Linked DNA regions of Mus musculus: region 1 is linked to region 2. The links are chromatin contacts, called in public HiChIP or PLAC-seq maps. All regions are on one chromosome and are shown on one strand. Each heading gives the region's core, a stretch centred on a gene start, on an enhancer-like site or on the middle of the called end of the contact. The rest is flanking DNA. Distances are from core to core; before and after follow the strand shown.

Evidence for each region. HiChIP or PLAC-seq counts read pairs in DNA pulled down with a chosen protein or histone mark.
Region 1: an HNF4G HiChIP or PLAC-seq map of pancreatic cancer cells shows a contact between it and region 2, with 7 times the contacts expected there. The contact joins two enhancer-like sites. A contact is called at or near these places in 1 of 15 datasets of contacts at CTCF or cohesin (the NIH/3T3 cell line), 8 of 484 Hi-C or Micro-C datasets (cerebral cortex, embryonic stem cells, liver and 3 more) and 4 of 115 datasets of contacts at active chromatin or transcription factors (the NIH/3T3 cell line, embryonic stem cells and pancreatic cancer cells).

Annotation. Positions count from the first base shown.
Region 1 is chr12:110,197,943-110,204,622 of GRCm38.p6, reverse strand. No RefSeq gene overlaps it. Among named protein-coding and RNA genes, the nearest start is that of Gm40575, 3.6 kb to the left of the region's middle. Within about 2 kb of position 3,477, at least 12 of the 459 cell types and tissues checked have an H3K27ac peak or open chromatin away from gene starts, as enhancers often do. A contact at or near this core is called in pancreatic cancer cells, where this site is marked.
Region 2 is chr12:110,379,113-110,385,579 of GRCm38.p6, reverse strand. No RefSeq gene overlaps it. Among named protein-coding and RNA genes, the nearest start is that of Gm40577, 36 kb to the left of the region's middle. Within about 2 kb of position 4,254, at least 91 of the 459 cell types and tissues checked have an H3K27ac peak or open chromatin away from gene starts, as enhancers often do. A contact at or near this core is called in pancreatic cancer cells, where this site is marked.

The DNA of each region.
Region 1 (6,680 bases), core at 2,228-4,727, 180 kb after region 2:
CCAAGACCCAAGTAGTGGGTAGCTCTCCCATTCCTTTAGAGGCACCCAGATGCAACAAATAGCCAAGTGTTGACTATACTGAGGCACTGAAGCTTTGGCTGGGATCCCCAGCTTCGCTGCTGTACCCAGGAAGCACCCAGTGCATTGTGGTATCCCTGCTGCGTGAGTAAACAAAACTCAGTGACTGCAGACTGATAAGTGTTATCCACCAAAGCCATAAACAGGGGAGTGGTGCCGAGGGCTGCTGGGGACAGACAGGGCTCCTTTGCTTCCCATACCTTGGGGCTGCTTCCTTCTCTTCCTTCCTTCTTAGCTCCCCCCACCCCCACCCCCAAACTCCATAGCCTCTCCCACTGCGTTGACTCTCTGTCTTCCATCTTTCAGCTGTTCCCCCACTCCCCTCCCATCACAGTCCTAGTGTGTAAAAGACCAACTAGATCCTCTCCCACCAATGGTCAGCTCTTTTTCAGTTCTTAGATACTGCCTGGGCTTTTAGCTAGTGCAGGATGGTTGAACCAGAATAGGGTGTTCCTGGGTGGCTCAACGACCTTGTCTGGCAGCGCGATGATCCAGCCATAGGCACCCTGTGGGGCTGAGGTAGAAAGCCTGGGCTGGGTCTTGTCTGTTCCTTACAAGGGTGTGTCTTTGGCAAGTCCCTTAGCTTTGCTACCCGTTAATGTAAAGTTCAGAAGTGCCCCAGAGGTAGTATGTATGTCCATGACCAAAGAGTTGCCATCATGGCTGCAGAGTCCCGAGGTCCTGCTTTGAATTGTGTCATAACAGTCTCCCGACACCCATGGGGTCAGGGAGTGTGGAGGTGTGGTGACTTACATAATGTCAGGGAGAAGTGGAGATCACTGCCCATAGAATGGCTTCAAAGGGCAGCTCCAGCCCAGGCGCCTCCTTGCTGATTTTATAGAATTCCACATCCTTTCAGGGTCTTGGGTTACAAAACAGTCACGGAGAACTCATGCGCCCCATTAACACTGAGACTTTTATGTATTTACAATTCAGCTTAAATTTTTACCCAGAGAAGTTTTCAAAATGTAACATGTGTTAGTCACTGCGTGAGTTGCGAAACCAAGGAAATATCTGCAAAGTGCTGGCCTTGACAATGTAATCTGGCAAGGCTTAGGGGGGGAATAAAAATAACACTCATGGCTCGGTAGCGTCGCCATCTCTGAGGGTGGGGGGGAGAGCAGAGCCCTTCCCAAGCCCACAGGTGGCTGCTGTGCATATGGGTACACGGGATGGGTGCCTACCCCAGGCCTTTCCTCTCTCTTTTCTCCAGGGCCAGCTCAAGTAGTGCCCCAGGCGGGATGGTTGAGCTCAGCCAGAAGTGGCAGGGACAGACACCAGTGATTCTGCATTCAGATGGGGCTTTTAAGACTGTACTCATTAGCCAGAAGGTCTTGGGCACAGAGACTGGAGGACATACAGGGAGTGGCGGCCTGTTCTGCTGTAGGAGTCCTGTTTAGGATGATGGACTTTGCGTTCCCCTCATGTGACAAGGCCAGCTTGAGTTTTCTAAACACAGCGAGCCTGCATCTCCCCACTGTGTTACAAGCCCACCCGGGTTTTTGGAGCTGACATAAAAGTTCCCGTCTGCACGTGTGTTGTCTGGATTTCTTGGATTTGTTTTTCTTGCTATTACACTCCTGAAAGATTCCTAGCCTAGCAGTGTTTCTGCAGGGGCAGAGGGCTGGGGCATCAAGCCCCTCTGAGTCTTGCCTTCACTGTCCCTTCCAGACTCACCAGCTTCAAGGGTTATATATACCTGTACCTTCCTCTGAGGCCCAAGGGGCCCACTCCCATTACCGAGGCTAGACTATGTACAGGATCCTGAGCTAGCCCAACCCCATATACTGCAAAGGCACTAGCCAGGCTGAAGGGCTTTGTCTGCTGCTTCTAGCTGCAGGGATCTGTAGATAGTATTGCCTGCATCCCATGCTCTCCCTGGAAGGGGCTCTGCCTACCTGGAACCACAGCTCTGGGATGTTACAGGAATGACAGCTGAGCCTCTTGAGACTCAGAGAGAGTGGTCTGTGATTCTTTTTGATCTACAGAGGAGGGAGCCAGGATGTGGTAGCACCTTGCTTGCTCATCACATTGGCCGTACACGACAGACCCGGGGCTGCACATGCCCAGGAGTCCCGCGTGTCCTCCCGAGGGCATACCTCTTTGATCTCTGAGCTCCATGCTTATTGCTCTACTGTAGTCCCCATAGCCTCTCCAACTGTCCCTGAGACTAACAGCTTATATTCCTAGGTTCTGCACGTATCTCCCTCCTGTCCTCACATATCACCTCCTCATTTCTTCCTTGCTGTCTGGTGACAGTATCTGACTGTATGAGTTTTGCCAACTGTCTAGTTTGTACCCTCCAGGAAGATGGCAGGGTACAGGCTTGCTGGCAGAACCTGGCCTGGGCCAGCCTCATAGCAGACTCTGAACCTAGCTCCTTGAAGGAAGGGTTTGTTGATATTCCCCGAGGCTGGGTTCCATGTCTGGGCACAGGACCATTCAGCTCCCTCCTATCTCCAGGTCTTTGGCTGGTCAGCATTTCAAACGATATTGTTTCATATTAAATTATTTCAAATTCCACGGACCCTGGTTTCACAATCAAATAATTTGATCTTGTTTATAAATGGAATTTTTATGTTTTTGACAGCTTCTAGCTTTGCTAGGCTGGATGGTCAGTGGAAGTTTGTCCTCCTATGCCCTCCAGTCCATCTCTGTTACCTTCCCTGGAATATCTCGGAGTCCGGGAACTGTCCCGGAGTTGGGAGGCCAGCGAGGAGGGTGAGTGTCCTTAGGCGTCCTGTGAGGAGGTGACTTTACTAGCTAGGGATCCAGTGCCCAGGGCCTTCTTGGCTTTCCTGGCCTTTTCCATCTTCTGGCTACAAGCATGAGAAACCCCACAAATAAAGGAATTAGAAATGAAGCTTGGTACCCATCGCCCCCATGGCTTATCCTTTGGCTACAGAAGCTAAAGCGCATGTCCCTAAGCCCTGTCCCAGGTGCTTATACACTCTCTCCAGGAGTTTTCCTTTCTTCTGTCATCCCTGATCACCTTAAATGTCACCAGGGACACCCAAAGCCTTGTGGGATGAAGACCTAGATGTGAAAGACGTGACCTGTGGAGGCCTGGGTTTCGTGTGTGGACCTAGGAACTGGTGGCTGTGGGTGCTGATGTAAAGACTCCAGAACACACTGGTGGCTAAGCTGTCTATGCAGCAGGTCGAGGGGCCAGGCTGAGGAAGGCTGAGTACAGACACTGGGCTGAGGAAGAACGTTTGTTGTCGAGAAGACCATACTTGGCAGAAGTTGCCAGATCCCACCTGAAACAGATAAGAATATTAAACTAGTGTAAATATTTTAACCAATGAACTGAATCTCAGGCTCTCCCTAAGAAGTCCCCTTGCCACCTGGGAGGCTGTGCTCTCTGGACGGCCAATAAAATGGTGCATTTGTACAAGGTGCTGGCTGACTCATGCACTGGGCGAGCTGGAGCCCAGGGAGAACAGGGAGGTTGCCTTGTGCCTGAGTCTCAGAAAGGTCAATCGCTAGCTGCCTGAATGAGTCACCCCCCAAGTTTTCACAACTTGGAATCCCAAGTCCCTGGTGCAAATAATTAGGAAGTGGGGGGCCTTTAGGAGGGGGTGAGCTCATGATGGTGGAGTCCCTTGGGTGGATTAGCGCCTTTATAGAAACAAAATGTCTCTGTCTTCCTTTATCTGACAGGATCTCATGTGGCCCAGGCTGGTCTCAAACTCACTATGGAGTTAAGGACAATCTTGACCATCGGACCCTTCTTCCTCTGTCTGCAGAGAGCTGGCACTCTGCAGAATGAATCCAGGGCTTGGTGTAGGCCTGGCCAGCAGTCTATCAACAGAGCGGTATCCCCAGTACGTTCTCTCTTTCTCTGCCCCTCCCTCTCCCTCCGTGTCTTGTCTGGACAGAGAGGTCAGCCAACATGTGGCAAACCAAGTTAGTCTTTTACCAGAACCAAACAGACAGGCCCCTGGATCTTAGACTTTCAGGCTTAGACATTAAGCCTTCGGTTCAGTCTCAGACACAAGGGAAAGTCTAGATGCCCTAGTGCAAAGCCGTTAGGTAGAACGGATCCCCTAGTACTGGGAGGTGGGTCTACCTTTTGCTCTCTCCAGCCTGGCAACTGATTGGTTGAGGCCCACCTATATATCTGGGAGGGAAAACTGTTCTCTGGAGCCAATCCATTCCCATTCTAAAGTCATGCTCAGATGCCCGAACAGAACTGGCCCCCAGTAACACGCGCTCTTTATCTGGCTTCCTGGCCCTGCAGACAGAAGCAGACTTGATCGTCAGAAGACATTCTAGGAGCCTCTTGTCTTTTTCCTTCCTTGCTCTTCTTTGATATATCCCAACTACAGTCCCCCCTCCTCTTCCTCCTCCTCCTTCCTCCTCCTCTCTCCCCCACACTGATCTTCCACTCTACCTCCCCTTAGAAAAGGGCAGGCCTCCCAGAAGTATCAACTAAATGTGGCACCACACGCTTCATTAAGACCAGGCACAAACCATAACACCAAGGCTGGGTGAGGCGGTCCAGCAGGCAGAAAAGGGTCCCATGGATAGACAAGAGTCAGCCACTCCAACTGTTAGGATTCCCATAAGCTCAACACCAAGCTACTCATCCATATCACATGGACAGAGGACCTAGGCAGAATCCCACAGGCAAGGAGTCTCTTTTTAAAATATTCTCTGAGTCCCACTGGGGTGATAAGAGGCATCCTGGTCTTCTGGCTGAAAGCATGGATGACCTGGATCAGCTCCATCAGCATCCCTGCTCAGAGGGTGTCTGGATGTTTCCACAAGGCAGATTGGAACTGAACTGCTGAGAGAGCACAGTGAGGACCCTAGTTCTACAGGCTTCCCCGAGGGGTCCCCAAAGCTGGTGCTAGAGGGCGGACTCAGGAAAGCTCCAGAGAGAGTCGACTGGTAAGGTCTTAGTCAATTGCTCTAGGCTCAGGTCAGGCACTTTAGTCTGAAGAATCCTCTGGGTGTTGGATGCAGGTCAAAGCTTGCCGAAACTGTTTCCCTAGGGCACCCTGAGTTCTTCCAGAGCCTGGTGTTCCTCACTGCACCGCCATGGTCTTTGTTGGCCCATATGGACTCTCATGTCTGCTCTCATATTAAATGTTGGGACCATGCGTAGCTACAGACCTTTAGCCTCTATCTCTACAGAAGCCCTTAGCCACCAAGGGCTAAGTATCCAGACTGGAGGATGCCCAGCTGATGCGCAGGCCTCGTAGAGGCCTGAGGGAAATGGAACCTTCATTTGTGTCATGTCAATGGACGTTTAAACCCAAACAGGCTAAACACACACAGTGTGGATGGTTCAGTGTGCACGCTGAGATCAGCAAATGCTGGGGCACACAGACCTGAGGTTTGTGTCCATGTGTAAGGTGCACCTGCGTGTACCAGGATGGATGGATATTTATCACAGAAAAGAAAGCAATAGATGAGACAAAGCGTGGCCCGTTTGGGGGGCATTAAATAAAAAGAAAAACAGACAGTGGTATATGCTTCTAGAAGACCAGGCAATGGCTGTTTATGTCATCATTTATGTCATCATCAGACACACAAAACATGACAAATCTCATTCTGAGTTCCCTTATTTCAGCGAGCCTTCAGCAGGCCCCAGGAGGTGGGTGGTAGCTTTCCATCCACTTTGTGAGTAAATGACTGAGGACTAGGGAGGGGATGGCCATGTCTAGGCAGTAGAGGTGGTCTATGATGAGGTGGGATGTGGCCCTGAGGTCTTGTCTCCTTATTGATGGTGGTGAGGATGTGGGAGAGTACGGACGAGGCAAGATCTACTCATTCTTCTTTAAACGTTTTCATTCCTGTGTGTGTGTGTGTTATATATGTGTGCTCATGTGTACACGTAGGGCAAAGAGGTATGTGTCTGTTACCTTGTGCACACATGAGGACCAAGGACAGCCTCGGGTGTCAGTCCTCACCTGGCAGAGTCTCTTTTGCTTTATCCCATGTGACATCTCTTCCAGGCTAGCTGGCTATGACCTTCAAGGGAAGTCTTCTATCTCAGCCTCCTACGTTATTAAAAGATGGTGGGATTACAGATAACACCTCCATGAGATTAAGCTCTTATAGGTCTTCAGGCATATGCAGTAGATGTTTTAACCTGCTGGGTCATGCTCCTGGCTCTTGTTTCCATAGTGTGTGTGTGTGTGTGTGTGTGTGTGTGTGTGTGTGTGTGTGTGTGTGTGTGTATGTGTGAGTGTGTATGTATGAATGAATGAGGATGGAGCCCAGAGACGATGACAACTTCCTCTCTTCCTTCCTTCCTCTGTTCCTCTGCCCCCCTCCCTGTGATCGACCCCACTCCCCCATGACAGCTGGCCAGCAAGCTCCAGCACTTTTCCAGCTGAGGGATCTTCCAGTCTCATTTTCTCCTTCTACCTTTCCAGTCCCCTTGAATTTCCCCCTGGGTGCTTATCTGACTTTATTTTACAAACTGCCAACAGAAGATCTCTGGCTAGGGACAATGAGTCTGGGATTCCTTTACTGTGTTTTACTACATTTCAAAGTAAAACGCTGTCATTTTTTTTTTAAACTTCGCCCTATATCGAGGGGAGAGGGTTGAGGCCTGTAGGGAGTTGGTGGAAGAAACAATCGGGATG
Region 2 (6,467 bases), core at 3,005-5,504:
CGCAGATGTATCGATCTACAAATGAAAACTTCTGGTGGGGGGGGGGCGTTAATAAACCTTTGGAGCGGCGTCTTCCTTGTCATCCGACGTGTAGTCAATTCGTTTACTAATAATATTATCGGAAAATGTCACCTTCTCCATTTCCCTTGCTTCGTTAGTCTTAGACACACAGTGTTGACAGTTTCCAATCAGGCTGTTAAAATGAGCGATTCTGCAATTACGCGAGTCATTTCTGCTTTAGCTCGTAATTGCTGGACCTTGTAAGCAGCTCCTTGGGCTCCATCGGGTACCGGGCCCGATCGATCTCAGCAAAGAACTTTGCCTCTTAATTCGTGCTTCAGGGTGCTTAGAAAAGGTCACAGAGCACGCGTGGCTCGGCTCTGTGCTGGCACCGAGTGGCTGGCGCCCTTGCCTGCTTGGATGACTCCAAATAAGGCTTGCAGGCTGCCTCAGGGATGATTGTCGGGCCACATGAATCCCAACGTTCGACAATTCTCATTATGTCGCCTAATTAACGATTTAGACTTTTGGGGGGGATTACTGCTTGTCTTGCGACTCTGATAACTTTCCAGCTTTAATTAAAACGTTGTCAATTATAGAGGGAATAAAAATATCTGTAAAATTACATCCATTTAGACAAGAAATACTTAAGGAGACCTGAGGCTTTCCTAGCCTCTGAAAAATAACAATTTTTAAGAGTTTAAAAAAGTCTGGATTATTAAATGTTGGAAAGTATAAATAATTTTAAAAATCTTAAACAAGATAGGATGTATGAAGTTGTTTCTTGGCATTTTGTTCAGGAATTAAATATTTGAAAATTTCCCAAGATGTAACCATTACTTCTACATGTGGATAATATACAATGTAGTCTGATGGGGCGGGGCGGGGCGGGGCGGGGCGGGGCGGGGCGGGGCGGGGAGGCTTCTTGAGGTTTTCATTTCCCAAAATACCTTCAATGGGTTGGTGTGTTTGAAGTATATTAGACTTTTTATTTTTGATTTTTTTGGATTTATTTATTATTATGCATAAGTACACTGTAGCTGATTTCAGAAGCACCAGAGGAGGATGTTGGATCTCATTACGGGTGGTAGTGAGCCACCATGTGGTCGCTGGGATTTGAACTCAGGACCTTTCGAAGAGCAGTCAGTGCTCTTACTGGCTGAGCCATCTCGCCAACCCAGACTTTTTTTTTTTCTGTAGTGAAATAAATTTGTTTTAGTTAATAAAACAAATTGTTTTTAATTTCTAAGATTCATTATAAAATTTTGTAAAGAATCAGATTTTGAGTAATCATAATAAAAATGTAAAAGTATCCATAAAGCTTAGAGTATTGCTCGGTAGGCAGAGTGCTTACCCAGCACGCACGAAGTCCTGGGACCCAGCCCTAGTGCTACGTGGGGACCTGATGTGGCACACTGCCTGATCCAGTACTAGGGAGTCAGAGGCAGCAGAATCAAGAGGTCAGAGTCTTTCTTGGCTACAGAGTGAGTTCAGGGCCAGCCTGGGCTACACAGGACCACCCCCACCAACTCCTAACACACACACACACACACACACACACACACACACACACACACACCCTCACGAGTGGAGAAGTGACAGAACAACTAACAAAATCTATTCTTCTTTACTTGGAAGCTAGTCCAGAGTCGCTCTCTGAAGACAGAGTGGAAGGTTATGGAAGCCGGAACATGACCAGAAAGAGAAGGAACTGTTTCTACTCCTTGCAGAACAAAGAACTAAGCTGGGCCCAGACCTCATCTGACTGAGCAGTAGGAAGCACCAGACACTGTCTACAGCTGCCCTGAGCTGCCCAGCGGACAAGCCCCCCTACTGTCTCAGAGACCAGAATAATAATGACCCTACTGAGGGCAGGTTCCTGTGAAAAAGAGGAAGTCCCCAGAGAGCAGCTGGAGCCTGGAGGCTGCCATCTTGGCCTCAGGAGGCAGGCAGAAGAGAGGTGGGGACTGTTTATGTTGATAAGTACTGATAAGTTCTGATGATAAGTACCTGAGACTATGTATAAAGGACAGGGTGTGGTTCTGGAGGCTACAAGCCCAAGAGCAGGGTACCAGGATCTGGAGATGAGGAAGGACCACGGTTGAATCAAAACACAATAGGGTCATTATACAATAAACAGAGACAGCATGCAGGCTCCTCTCTCTCTCTCTCTCTCTCTCTCTCTCTCTCTCTCTCTCTCTCTCCAGGGTCCTGGGGCTTGCTATGTAGACCAGGCTGGCCTCGAACTGAGAGATCTAAATTCTGTGATTAAAGGTGTGTGCCACCATGCCTGGCTGTTTTCTTTCTCTTAGGAGCCATCAATGCAGTCTTGTAGGCTCTATGTAGGTGATGGCATCCAGCCAGAACCACCTCTCAAAGGCTCCATGTTCAGACACCATAAACATGACTTTCGGGATGAAGTTTCCAACACTTGAGACCTGTGTGTGTGTGTGTGTGTGTGTGTGTGTGTGTGTGTATGGGAACATGATGATAAGTTATTCAGCGTATGCGCATGATCAAGTTGGGGCCACTGGCATATCTTCAACCTGTAATCCTTTTATGTACTGGAAATCACACAGCTGCTTTTCTAGTCATTTCGAGGTCTATTCTCTCTCTCTCTTTTTTAAATTTTAAATTATTTATTTATTTTATTTATACGAGTACATAGTTGTTGTCTTCAGACACACCAGAAGAGGGCATCAGATCCCATTACAGATGGTTGTGAGCCACCATGTGGTTCCTGGGAATTGAACTCAGGACCTCTGGAAGAGCAGTCAGTGCTCTTAACTGCTGAGCCATATCTCCAGCCCCAATTTCATCCCTTTTAGAGCCGAGGAATAGTCTCCTGGGTAGGTCCGCCATGTTTTCCATGTCTGAGCACTGGTTACTTGGGGTGGGTACTTCTACAACAAACATGGGAGTGCAGGTAGGTGTCCTGTTTTTCTAATACATGATTTAATTATTTTTAAGATTAGAATATAATTACATTATTTCTACCCTTCCTCTTGCTCTCTCCAGTCCCTCCCATGTCCCCTTCCTTGTTCCTTGTCAAATTCATGGTCTCTTCTCCTTTAATTGTCATTCCTACCCCCTTATACACACACACACACACACACACACACACACACACACACACACACACCCTTTAGTGTATGTTCAATTTCAGGGCTGACCACTTGGTATTGGATAACCAGTTGGGCCTCATTCCTGAACCCTTGGCGCTCTGTGTAGGGGTGCAGCCCTGTGAGATTTCCCTCTTCCTGTACTTATCCAGGGCAGCCATATTGTTGAGGTATCATGAGTAAACTTTGTTATTTCTAGTGGACACAATCTCACAGCTGACTTTCTGGTCTTCTGGAAAACTGCAATCTTTCTGTTCTCTCTTTTGTAAAGTTTCCCCAAGCCTTAGGTGAAGGAACTGTAGTGCTGATGTACCAACCGGGGCAGTGCCCTGCTGGCTTGTTCTCTGCATTCTGAGCAGCTGTGGTTTTCTGTAATGGTCTCTGTTGTACAGAGGCGTGTAGGTGTCTTTTTGGTGTCGTGTATTCATTTCCTTTGGGTTGCTGGCTTATATGCCAGTTCTATGTATCATGTTTCGAATATCCATAATGGCTGTTGATTTGTTTCCGTGGACAGACAGGCAATATGCACTTTTGGGAACAAACTGTGGTGGGGGACACATTGCAGACAGGTATAGGGGGCCAGAGGCCAACCTTTGGGGTCAACAAAGAGCTGTTGAGTCAGCCCACCTTGGAACCTACTCTGCTGCTGGGCTTCCTACTGAATAAAATGACACCCATAGGCGCCTTGTGAGCTTGGATTAGCTTAGCTCCTGTTCTCTGTAGTGAGTCTCCCCCTGGGGCGCGGGGGGTGATCCTCCCTGATCAGCGACTGCAGAGATGGGTGGACAAGGAGCTTAAGAATGGATTGGGATCAAAGAGTTATGTGGAAAGAGGGCTGGGGGTGAAGGGGCCTTGGGCTGGCAGTCAACAGCAGGCAGGGCAGGAAGTACTGTTTTTCCAGCCAGAGCCGGAGGGAACCAGTCTTGCAAAGCTGTGCGATGACTCAGAAGGGAGGACAGTGTCGTGTGGGGGCGGGAGGCAGAGTGATCACTTTCCCCGCCGACAGGCTTCATCTTCAGAACATTCGATCAGAGGTGAGTGATCGTGGGCGTTAAATGCTCACCTTTAAAGGTCAACACGGCAGACAGCCGGCCTCGTGGCCCAGACGTGTGCCTTGGGTAACCGCAGTGGAACTCATTAACTTGTCACCACGGTCCTGGAGCTGTCAGATGGCCTTCCTTAGGAGGTGCTTTATCCCCAACCCCTCCCACGCTGGCCAGCCCGAAGTACCAAGTCACACAGCCCACAGAGCAGGGAGCTGAGGGAGGACATGGTCAGGCCCCCACCTGATGCTATCATCCCCAGTCTGAAGGGCAAATGGCAAGAGAATGCATGCACTGAGCACTTCTGTATGTGACACCCTGCCTGGAAGTACTTAATGCTTAGTTCTAGTCAAAGGAAGGGAGTCTTGGAGAATTGGGGATCACTCAGATGTCAGGCTCTTAGGGATCCACTAAAAAGTGTTAACCTACCTGGGGACATCAAGCTAGGTCCTGGGATGGTCTCTGACTCCTGCAGAGACCATCGCGTGAAGTGAAGCAGGCTACATCATAACACAGCGTCAGGGGCTCGGAGAGAAGAGCTGAGACCCACTCGCCTCTGCTTTCTCTTCTCAACTCTGTTCCCTGCACAAATCCACTTCCCCAAATATTTATTGAGTGTCTATTAAGCCCAAGTACTGTTACCTCCCAGCTCAGGGCAATCTCTGCCTTCTAGGGTACACAGTCTGAAAAGAGACATCATGGGTGGGACATCATGCAGGGACAGAGATGCCTGGATGGGGGACTGGGGAACATGAAGGGACAGTCAGGAAGGGACAGAGATCTGACTGCAGAAGAGAGAGAAGGATCCCACGACTCCTTTAAGGCCTGTCAGAGTTCCAGAGATGACCAAGGACCTGGGCCCGGGTAGGGCACTCACGTGTGGGGGCTGTCTGCCTTCAGGGACCCCACAGCTAGGCCACCCGAGAACCCCTGGTGTCCATCCATCCATGGGATGTCTCTGTGTGGAGTGGTGGGCCCACCAGAAGGCATGGCCTCTGAGACTTTCTGGGGTGTCCCCCTCTAGTCACTTCAGATTTAGCCCGGCTATACCCCCGACCAATTTTTCTCTCCAAGTATGTGGCAGGGTGGGGAGTCCACTTCCTGAAGGTCCTGAGTTGCTGGGGTTTGAGCAGGGTGAGGGCGAGGTGCTTTTCTAGGGCGGCCAGCTTCTGTCTGGTTCTATACCCGCCGCGGTCTTATGGGAAGACTCCAGTCCTCAGCACACAGTGTAGACATGGAGTTTCAACCCAGCGGACTCTGACCACCACCCTGCTTGAGGCCGTTCAGTGCCATGCCTCGCATGCTCTTAAGAAAATGATCAAAACCTTCAACAAGGCTCTGCTTAGTGTGCTCACACAGCATCGTCCCAACTGCTCTGAATTAATCACTGCTCCCAACCGCCTCGGATTAATCGGGTGTGAGTGTTGGCTTAATCTCCTCTCCATTGGAGTCTAGCTGGCACTGCGGTACCCCTGGAGCTGTGCAGTGACATGTTTATATGTAGAAAATTAAGCAAATAATAAAAACAGCTGGCACTGGGGTGTTATTATCTCCGAGTTCACAAGCTCCATGTTTTGCATACATTAACTTCAACCCTCAAACACCGAGGCAGCTGCTGCCGGCATTGTACAGGTGAGAAGCCCGAAGCAGCGAGGTCAGGTGACTTGTCCCAAGGTGTTCAGGAAGGGATCGGAGCCAAGCAGCCAGTCCCAGCAACATGTTCAGAAACAAGAGATGCATTACTGATTCATTGTATGAGTGGGGAAAAAAAAGGCAGACAACTTTTTAAAGGTGAGAGAAATCCCCCAGAAAGGAACGTCATTAGCATTTTATGTCATTTTTCCTCGGCATACGTTAGGTACAGCCTTAGATGTAGCCATGTTTTTGGAACCTGATGGTGTTCACTCCACGGTGCTTTGCTGTCTGCTTTTTTTTTTTTTGGTTTTTCGAGACAGGGTTTCTCTGTGTAGCCCTGGCTGTCCTGGAACTCACCCTGTAGACCAGGCTGGCCTTGAACTCAGAGATCTGCCTGCTTTTGCCTTCCAAGTGCTAGGATTAAAGGTGTGCACCACCACTGCCCAGCTTCTGTTTGCTTTTTTTTTATTGACAGCCATCTGAGACACTTTCACACAGTGCCTGATTGATTTATCTGTATCTTTTTTAAAAAAATATTTATTTATTTATTTATTAAATGTAAGTACACTGTAGCTGTCTTCAGACACTCCAGAAGAGGGCATCAGATTTTGTTACGGATGGTTGTGAGCCACCATGTGGTTGCTGAGATTTGAACTCAGGACTTTTG